3 separate regions of the Macaca mulatta genome follow, and regions 2 and 3 are each linked to region 1. Evidence: chromatin contacts called from public Hi-C data. All regions are on one chromosome and are shown on one strand. The core of a region is the stretch at or near the end of the contact, and the rest is flanking DNA. Distances in the headings are between cores, read along the strand shown. Region 1 holds the start of DNAJC1 (DnaJ heat shock protein family (Hsp40) member C1). Region 2 holds the start of BMI1 (BMI1 proto-oncogene, polycomb ring finger). Region 3 holds the start of MIR1915HG (MIR1915 host gene).

Region 1 (3,023 bases), core at 319-2,818:
TAAATGTTGAATAGTTCACCCACATTTATGATAACCTATGGGGGAGGGGGATGTGCATTTCATATCTAGTTATGTGAAGTGTGCCTTGAATGACAACTATTGTAAACATTAATTTTTTACTCCCATAACTATTCAAAGCATTGTACGAAGGGCTCAATCAGATAAGTGTGAAATATACATTTTTCACCCTGTAAGCCTGAAATCAGCGAAATGTTATCTTCTCCTTTGCGCGAGACTTCAGGTAGAGACTGGATATCTACCCTCACTCAACCACCCTCAATGGTAGAACTAAAAAGCAACAGAAGGGTTTTACAAGTTAATGTCTCAAGCTAAAAAAGAAAACAAAATGAAACAAAAGGAAAAGGGGGAAAAAAAAACCCATTCCTACATTACTGGTTGGGGGCTTCTCTTCCAATCGCACTCCAAGTCCTGTGCTGCCCAAAAAACTTAACACCTCCAACCTGGTAGAGGCTTCAAATTCCTCCAGATTTCTAAACTGCGAAAGAAACATCTATCTAACAGGCTAAAAACGATGTCCAAGTACGAGGTAAGAAAAACTTCTGCAACACAGACACTGGTCACAGTGCATTCCTACTTTCCCAGAAGGGAAGAGGAGGGGAGGCAGCTGAAATAAGAATAAGAATGAGGGTAAGTCTCGGTGGAAGATGACAGTTTAGAGAAGCGGCTGCTCTTTCTCACATTCAGGGGGACAGGAAGGCAAACGGTAGGTGTTAAATTAAAAACAAAAAAAGTCTACCCACACCACTCTTCCTTCTTCCTCCAGCACAGCTGGAGGGGGAAGGCTCTTCCCCAGAACGCCGGACCAGAGAGATGGCATTGCCACCCCAGGCAAGTGGCGTCGTCCAGCCTGTCACTGGGGCTGGGACTAGAAAAGTTGAAGCAGGAGTAAGGATCTGGGGAAGACGGACACGTCCTTCCGAGGCTGAGGACCCCGGTGGCCCGGGCTGAGGGCAGCCAGAGCCCGGGGTGACCGAGCCCTGCCCTCCGTGTCCGACTCTCTGAGGAACCGGGGTCGCCTGCCGCCTGCCCCGGCCCCTCTCCGCCCGGCCCCGCGCGCCTCCTTGCTTACCTGCTGCACTCCGAGGAACTGGTAGAAGTTGAGCTGCACCTCCTCCACCAAGTCAAACAACTCCAGGTCTCCGCTCTCCCAGCCGCGCGCCGGCGCCACGGCGGCCAGCAGCAGCAGCAGCAGCAGCGGCCACAGCAGCGGCGTCCGCGGCTGCGGCGGCGGGAAAGGCATTAGCCCGAGCTGGCGGCGCCCAGGAAGCTGTGCCGGCCAGGAGCACAGAGCCGTCATCGCACTGGGCTCGGAAAGGTCACCCGCCGCGCACCTCCGTTGGCCGAGAGCTGGGACGTGGCGGGCGGCACTGGCTGTGGGAAACAGTGCCCGTCAGTGAAAAGCGCGGGCAGGCGCACCGGAACGGCCCGCCAGGCGGCTGGTCCCAGACTGAGCGCGGTGGTGGCGGGAGCCCGCGGCCGGACCAGCGGCTGGGCGGGCGGGCGGGGCCGCAGTCGGCGATACGTTCCGCGGACCCTGGCCCCCAGGCCTACACACAGCTGGAGAGCCAGCGCCCGGCGCCTGGGCTGCACAGGGGGAGAGGCTTCCCTTTGCCTCAGCCTATCCCAGGCCTCGCTTCCGGTGACATCACGTCTCCTAGCAACCGCGGGGAAGGGGGCGTGGCCGGAAGCCTGGACGCCTGGCGCCCCGATCTGGGCCTAGGTGAAATGCCTTTCAATCGGTTGGGCGCGTCGAGGAGCTGAATCTACGCCAAAACGGGCTGAGAGACAGGGAAGGTTATAGCCATCACGCGTCTACCTGGAACGCCCCTCGTGGACTTCCCCCGAAATAGCTACTGTCTTCCCCTCCCCCAGCTATCGAACACTAAAAGCATATTTGAAGCCTGATTAATTGATTATGGCTTCCGTGCATTTAATTAGTCCTTCAGCAAAGAAGACAGGACAAGTTGAACCAGGTTCTAAAAGGGGCAAATCTAGTAAGTAGAGAGAGGTAGAGCAGAAAAGGAATTCAAACCAAAACAATTATGAATTAAGATTTACAGGTATAATACCACAAAATGGCCTGGTAGAATTAATAGTTAATAATGGTGACTCAGTCATAGTTGGAGGAGGAATGGAGTTTATCCATCTTAGCCCACCTCCAGTTGGGGTTCTTTTGAAAATAGACCTCAGTTGAGATGTTTCCGTTTTAAAAGACAGGCTAAAAACCTTCTCTCTCTTCCGTAACAATGCCTCACTTCCTAGTCTTGCATTGCTTCTGTTCAATCTCTTTTCAAGTTATTTTCTCCACCACGATTCTCTTGTGTGAACTTTATTTTCCTTTTGGCTTTCTCACATTTCTCTTCCCTGAACTCTCCACTCTTGTTGAGGAAGAAGGAAGCAAAAAATGCTACTAAAACTCAGAAAGTTAGCTCAATTTTGAAAGTTTGACCTCATGCTCTTTCCATCTTGGATCTAGTTAGTTAAATCAAGCTCCATAGCGTAATGATAAAGCTACTTCCCTCTCATAGTCAGAATATACTATGTTGGATAAAGGTTAGAAAAACACTAGGAAGCAAATCTTACTGAGAAAATCCTAGTATGGAGTGTTAAAAATATTTTTAAATAAAATCAATAAATGCAAATCTTGGTATGGAGTTTTAGAAATATTTTTGAATGAATTCATAAATGAATGCAAGTATATCTTGCTTAAAAATAATAGGTATGCTTGAATTACTCACATTTTAATCTATCATGAGGGCTGCTATAACAAAATACTTTAGACTGGGTGACTTAAACAACAGATACTTATTTCTCACAGTTTTGGAGGTTGAGAAGTCCAGGGTCAGGGTGCCAGCATGGTTGGGTGCTGATGAAGCCTTCTTCCTGGTTTGCAGATGGCTGTCTTCTTGGTGTATCCTCAGGTGGCCAGGGAAGAAGGGGTGATGGATGGATGGATAGATAAATAAGAGTTCTCCGCCAGGCCTGGTGGCTCACACCTGTAA
Region 2 (3,093 bases), core at 340-2,839, 300 kb after region 1:
TTCATAGCTCTTAAAAAATGAAGATCATTACTGGAAATTTAAGTGAAATTGAATTTTTCAAAGGCATCTTCTGCAGAGCCGTTTTAATGTAACTGTGAATCAAACTTTAAACTTTCAGAAAATGTATATACAGCATAACCTTTGTTAGATAACTTGAGAAAATTCAGATGTACCTGGGCGGTTAAGGATTCGGTTAGAAATCATGTTTCAGTGTGAGGGCAAATAACCGATTTGAACATGAGATATTTCTGAGGAAACGCTTCTTTTTGACCGATAGTAGTTTGTCAAAGGTTAAAATCTTGTTGAATTTTAAACTTGTTTGGAAGATGTGTCCTGACTTTTTTTCTTGCATCTTTCTTGAACTTGGATACTTCTTTCCATGTTTTATCCTAAAAACGTGGTATTGTATACACGTCTTTTAGGACTTGGTGGGGAAACTTAAAGATGCTTCGAAAAGCCTGGAAAGAGCAACTCAGTTGTAACTTGGGGAAGTTAACGATCCGCCCGAGTGCAGAGGAAAACCAGAAACGCCTTGCCTTGAGCTGAACCACCGTTTGTGCGAGCTGGATGTTCTTTTCAGTAGAAAAGAATTTTCCTTTTGAATTTATACCATTCATCAATTTTGACACTTTAAAAAACACGTGTGAAAAGGTTAAGAGGGAAAGATACTGCCCAAGTATTGAATCGTTTAGTACTAACTGTCCATTTATTCTATTTTGATCTTTTTCAAGTCTTCTGAAAGGAAGTAGACAGTATTACACCCTGAATAAATAAGGTGTTGTTTTCCACAAAGAGTGATGATATTTTGTTTGGATCTGAATTCGTGTGTTAATTATTACTTTGTGTGAAGCTAGATAGGAGTAGTGTGAACTTTTAACGATAGCCTTTTCTCAGGATTAAAGTTAAACAAGGAGGAAAGGATGCGATCCCCCCGGGTCTGTCGCAGAACCCTGCTTCGGGACTCTGGGGGCGGGCGCGGGCGGCTGCGCGGCCCGTTACCTGCGCCCGAGGGCTCGCCCACATCCCGACCCTCGGCCGCCGGGTCCTGGCCCGGCGCGGAGCCCCTGCCCGGAGCCAGCCGTCGCCCGCGCGCGCCCCGCCTCGGCCGCCGGCGGGCGGGGAAGAGGCCGGCGCGGCCGCGGGCGGGCGGGCAAGGGCAGGCGCTGTTGTTTCTGCGAGCCCAACTCGGGCGCAGGTTCCGCGCCGCGGCGCCTGAGCCTGGGCCGCAGCCCGCGGGGCCGGCCGGGGGACGGCGGCCGGGGGACGTATGCGCCCCGGGAGGAGGCGGGCGGCCGGGAGAAAGAAAGAACGGGGGGCGGGGTGGACTGCGCGGCGTGCGGGGCCGGAGTGGCGGCCGCGCGGAGTAAGGCGGCGCGTGTGGCGCTGTGGAGAAATGTCTCCACCGCCGCGGCGCGGGGCGAGGGAGGGGGCCGGGCGCGCGGCGCAGAGGGGAGGGGGCGGCCACGGGCCTGACTACACCGACACTAATTCCCAGGCCGCCCTTAAGGAATGAGGGGAGCACGTGACCCGCTGGGGGGGCGGCGGGGGGAGGGGGCGGGCGGACTCCGAGCCATTTTGGAGCCGGTGTCAGTTTCCACTCTGCCTTCAGCGGTGCATTTTTTTCCACCCTCCCCTCCCCCTCCTCCCCTCCCCCCGCTCGCACGCGCACACACGGCGCCCCCCGCCCGCCCGCCTCCCCCACAGCAACTATGAAATAATCGTAGTATGAGAGGCAGAGATCGGGGCGAGACAATGGGGATGTGGGCGCGGGAGCCCCGCTCCGGCTTAGCAGCACCTCCCAGCCCCGCAGAATAAAACCGATCGCGCCCCCTCCGCGCGCGCCCTCCCCCGAGTGCGGAGCGGGAGGAGGCGGCGGCGGCCGAGGAGGAGGAGGAGGAGGAGGAGGAGGAGGAGGAGGAGGCCCCGGAGGAGGAGGCGTTGGAGGTCGAGGCGGAGGCGGAGGAGGAGGAGGCCGAGGCGCCGGAGGAGGCCGAGGCGCCGGAGCAGGAGGAGGCCGGTCGGAGGCGGCATGAGGCGAGCGCGGCGGCCGCGGCTGCTCGGGGCCGCGCTGGTTGCCCATTGACAGCGGCGTCTGCAGCTCGCTTCAAGATGGCCGCTTGGCTCGCATTCATTTTCTGCTGAACGACTTTTAACTTTCATTGTCTTTTCCGCCCGCTTCGATCGCCTCGCGCCGGCTGCTCTTTCCGGGTACGTAGGAGGCGAGGCGCCCCCGGGACTGGGCTGGGGGCCGGCGGGGGCCGCGCGGGGCTCGGGGCGGCCGCGGGTGGAAGGGGAGCCCCCCCCGTGCCCCGGCCGCGCCGCCGGGAGGGCGCTGACAGCGTGGGCGCCCGGCCCCGCGCCCCGCGCCGCCCGCCTCGCGCCCGCCGGCCCCGCGCGCAGCCCGCCCCGCGCCCGCGAGCGCGCGCCCGCCGCCGCCCGCCGAGTCCCGCGGCGCCGGGACCGACCCGCAGCCCGCGCCACGCCGCCGCCGCCAGCAGGGCTCGGCGCCGCTCCAGCCGCCGCCGCCCGCTCAGCCCCGGCGCGCCGCGCGCGGCCCCACGTTTTAGTTCCCCGCTACCCCGGGCGCCCCTCCGCACCCTCGCGACGCACATGGCCCCCAAGAGGAGCACTCGTATTTCCAGCCTCGGCGGCTCTCCCGGCCGCAGCGCCCTTTGTTGAGAGGTAGATTTGGATGAAACGGGGACGGGATCCTGAAATCGGGAGCTGCTTGGGTCAAGTGGCTTCCCTCCTCTCCCGAAGAAAGGGCTCTGGAGGGGCTCCAGCCCCCAGAGAACGCCCCCATTTTATAGGGACGGGTTGCGTGGGAGGCGGCCAACCCGCCAAGGTGGGTGTTAGGCTGGAGAGAGCCCCGACAAAAATGTTATTAACTTAAGTTGGGGGGACACTTGTGTGAGATTGGATGGCTGGTAAGATGGCGGTTCCCAGTTGTTTCCAAGGTCTCCTGCATTTGTGTTTAAAATGCTAAAGTTTTCAAGGTGTTGTGTGTTGGGAGTCTTGGATAAGCGCTCTAAACATCACTTGGGAGGTGCTCCCTGGGAAGTGGGCATTTCAAATTTGGAGCTTTTTGTGGAG
Region 3 (2,882 bases), core at 190-2,689, 510 kb before region 1:
AGGGTCGGCGCAGCGGCTGTGGAGACGCCCGGTACCTGCAGGGGGCGCTGCTGTCCCGTGGTTTCTCCCGCGCCGCCGCGTTCAGCGGGCCTGGCAGCTCCGGGGCCCCGGTCCCCGGAGGGGGTGGGGACTCTGGGGGAGGAAGGGATCGAAGTGCAGCCGTTAGGTAAGGAACCCGAGCCCTCCCGGATTTAGAAGCGGCCTCAGTGAGGCGTTTGCAGGAGGGAGCTTTCCATCATTCGGCCGCGAGAGGAAACGTGGGGAGACGCCCTCCCCTACCCCCACTGCCTGCCTTCCTGCCTCCCTCCACCTCCGCTCCCCGACCCCGATCGTGCTTCCCAGACCCTTTGTTCTCGAGGTTGGGAACGGCTGGGTGGGGGTTCCCCGGGGAAGAGGTCCCCCGCGCCACTCGGAGGGGAAGGGACTGCCGCCTGCCCCGCACCCCGGCCCTCCCCGGTGCCGTCCCCCTCTCCCCTGGCCCCTTCCATCGCGTGCTTCCGTTCTCACTCGGACTCCCCCAGCTCCCGAGCTCCGGCTCCCCAGCCTGCACTGTCTGCAAGCCCGCCTGCCTTCCCACCTCCCCGCCACCTCCGAGGTCCCCGGGAAGAGGGGAGGACAGGGAGACGTGTGGGGGAGGAGAAACCATAGAGCCTTCTCGGCGCGGAGCATTCCCAGGGACCCTTCCAGGCCCAACCCCTGGGACCGGCTGCAGAGGCAGGGCTTTCCTGGCGCCGCCGCAGGTCGCAAGGGCCGCCCCCGCCGCGTCGCCCTGGGGCCCACGGGTGCACTGCCCGGGCAACGAGGCAAGGCGCGCCCTCTCAGCGCCAGGACCCAAGACCCCCAGCTGGAGAGAAGGGGACACCGTGGTCCGCGCCCTGGGGAAGCTAATTGCACACGAACGCCCCCCTCTTCCCCGCCCCCCACCGTACCCTCTGCAGCGCCACCCGCGTCGCCTCTCCGCCGTGCGCCACCCTGAGGGCTCCCGCGATTGTATCTTCTTGAGCACAGTTACCAATGCGTTCAGCTTCGTTTCATACTCGGATGGAGGCGTCGCGGAGGGAAGCGAGGGGACAGGGATGCGGGAGTAAGGGAAAGGTGGGGCGGGAAACAGAGCAGAGAGGTGGGAGATGTGGCTGAGGCAATGGCACCGGGCAGCGCCGCCCGGAGTCCCGAGTCCAGGTCCACGAGGCAGGCCCCGGTGCAGCCGCCCCCCGGCCGAACCCTGCATGTCCTCTGTACTGTAGACGCGAGTCCGCGGAGCGCCACTCACACCCCCGTACCCCTGCAAGCTCCCACGGTAGAGGGAGCTCGGCACCAGCCGGGTCACAAAGTAGGTGCCCCCACCACCCACCCCCAGGTGAAGAGGACGCAGCCCGGCGCCGTCAGCTCCAGGCTGCCTGGAGCCCCCTCCGGCCTCTCGGCGTGACCCTGGTCCTCACTGGGCTCGTCGCGAGCTGCGCTAGCTGTTCTTTCAGCAGCGGGTTCCCCAGGACACACCCCGGCCCCACCCCCCGAGAGCTGGCGGCCAGCTCAGGATGCCAGGCGGCCAGGCGGGCGCCCTGCCAAATTCCGCGTTCCTCTCCAGGATACGGGGAGTTGCGTCCCAGGCTCGGGAAAGCCCGCAGTTCGGGCTTGGGACTCGCTTGCAAAGCCCCCTAAGGCGCCAGGGACGCCTCTGCAGGTTGAATTCCTGCTCCGTATCACTTCAATTTTAATTAATCTTTTAAAACACCGCTGTCACGTCGCTTGCAGAAAATTAATCAAACTTGAATCCTTGTTGCATAGCAAGAATTTCGATCCGAGTCTTTTAAAAAGGACTTGACTTTGCAAAGTCACGTCTTTTACAGTTCCCTCATTCCCCCTTTAGCAAGGGAAATATTGCAAAAGTCAAGACATGTTTGTTTGGTTCTTTCTATCTTCAAAATGAAACTTTGCTTATTTCTGATCTTTATTTTCCTGTCTTTGAACAAACAAACAAAAAAACCTAGATAAATTGCCTACGTCGGTTAATTCAAAATATAATTACTTTGAATGATCTTTGTTTAAGAGCCCAGATAAACTAAGATAATCTTAATTTTAATGTGACACGACCCCTATTTTTCCTTGCAAATCATGAGAATAAAGCAGTCATTAATTAATACCAAGATATCTCCATAGAAGATGGTATCCGGTCTCTCTGAGACACTGAAACATCAGTTGTATTAGTAATTGATACTGTATAATTGAACATGAAGATAACCGTCTATTTTTAACCTCCAAGCTTAGAGTTTATTTGGAGATTACTGAGCTCCTAATAATTAATTTTTGTTCCTTCTTACTGCATAAATAATTCTTCTGACTGCCAGTTCCCATGCAATGCAGAGGCTTCTCATTAAAACCTACCCCTCAAAATATAAGATTGTGAAGCTATATTGTGCAGCAACTCCTTCTACTCCATTATTTGTAACATATTTGTTCTATTTCATATCTTCCTGGTACATTTCCTTTGCTGTGATTTTCCTACTAAATATGTGAGAATATAATTATAACATCTTTTACCACAGCTTTGTCTTTCTGTGATCTCTTGGTTCAGTTTAATACACAATAGTTAAGACTTCAATTTTTCAAGTTTCTAAAATTTGAGGATAGTTCCATTGAAGAATCAAAAATACTTGTATAGTGAATTTGCCATGATTATATTCCCAACCTAACACACAGTCCACTTTAACTCACACTTTTCTGTTGTTAAAAATAGACTTTGCTCAAACACATTCCCTTTTTCCAACTTGAGTTGAAGATAGTTCTTACAATTTCCTGGGTTAAATGTACACACTAACACAACCTTTGACATTAAAAAACAAATTCCCCTCCCATGTTGGAGAGAAGTCTTCCAAACAGTTATG

The links. Hi-C and Micro-C count contacts between places; a contact is called where the count stands out from the background.
Region 2: a Hi-C map of liver shows a contact between it and region 1, with 2.7 times the contacts expected there. The contact joins the promoter of BMI1 here to the promoter of DNAJC1 in region 1. A contact is called at or near these places in 4 of 14 Hi-C or Micro-C datasets (fetal cortex germinal zone, fetal cortical plate, fibroblasts and 1 more).
Region 3: a Hi-C map of fetal cortical plate shows a contact between it and region 1, with 4 times the contacts expected there. The contact joins the promoter of MIR1915HG here to the promoter of DNAJC1 in region 1. A contact is called at or near these places in 3 of 14 Hi-C or Micro-C datasets (CD4 T cells, fetal cortex germinal zone and fetal cortical plate).

The regions. Positions count from the first base shown.
Region 1 is chr9:23,473,444-23,476,466 of T2T-MMU8v2.0, forward strand. It overlaps DNAJC1 (DnaJ heat shock protein family (Hsp40) member C1), which reads right to left and starts at 1,569. Exons shown (of 12, transcript NM_001261677.1): 1 at 1,091-1,569. The coding sequence starts at 1,318.
Region 2 is chr9:23,776,276-23,779,368 of T2T-MMU8v2.0, forward strand. BMI1 (BMI1 proto-oncogene, polycomb ring finger) reads left to right here and starts at 1,590. Exons shown (of 10, transcript XM_015146598.3): 1 at 1,590-2,208. COMMD3 (COMM domain containing 3) reads left to right here. Exons shown (of 8, transcript NM_001195447.1): 8 at 423-602. The coding sequence ends at 482.
Region 3 is chr9:22,965,208-22,968,089 of T2T-MMU8v2.0, forward strand. It overlaps MIR1915HG (MIR1915 host gene), which reads right to left and starts at 1,440. Exons shown (of 4, transcript XM_015146584.3): 1 at 930-1,440; 2 at 1-132. The coding sequence starts at 1,228.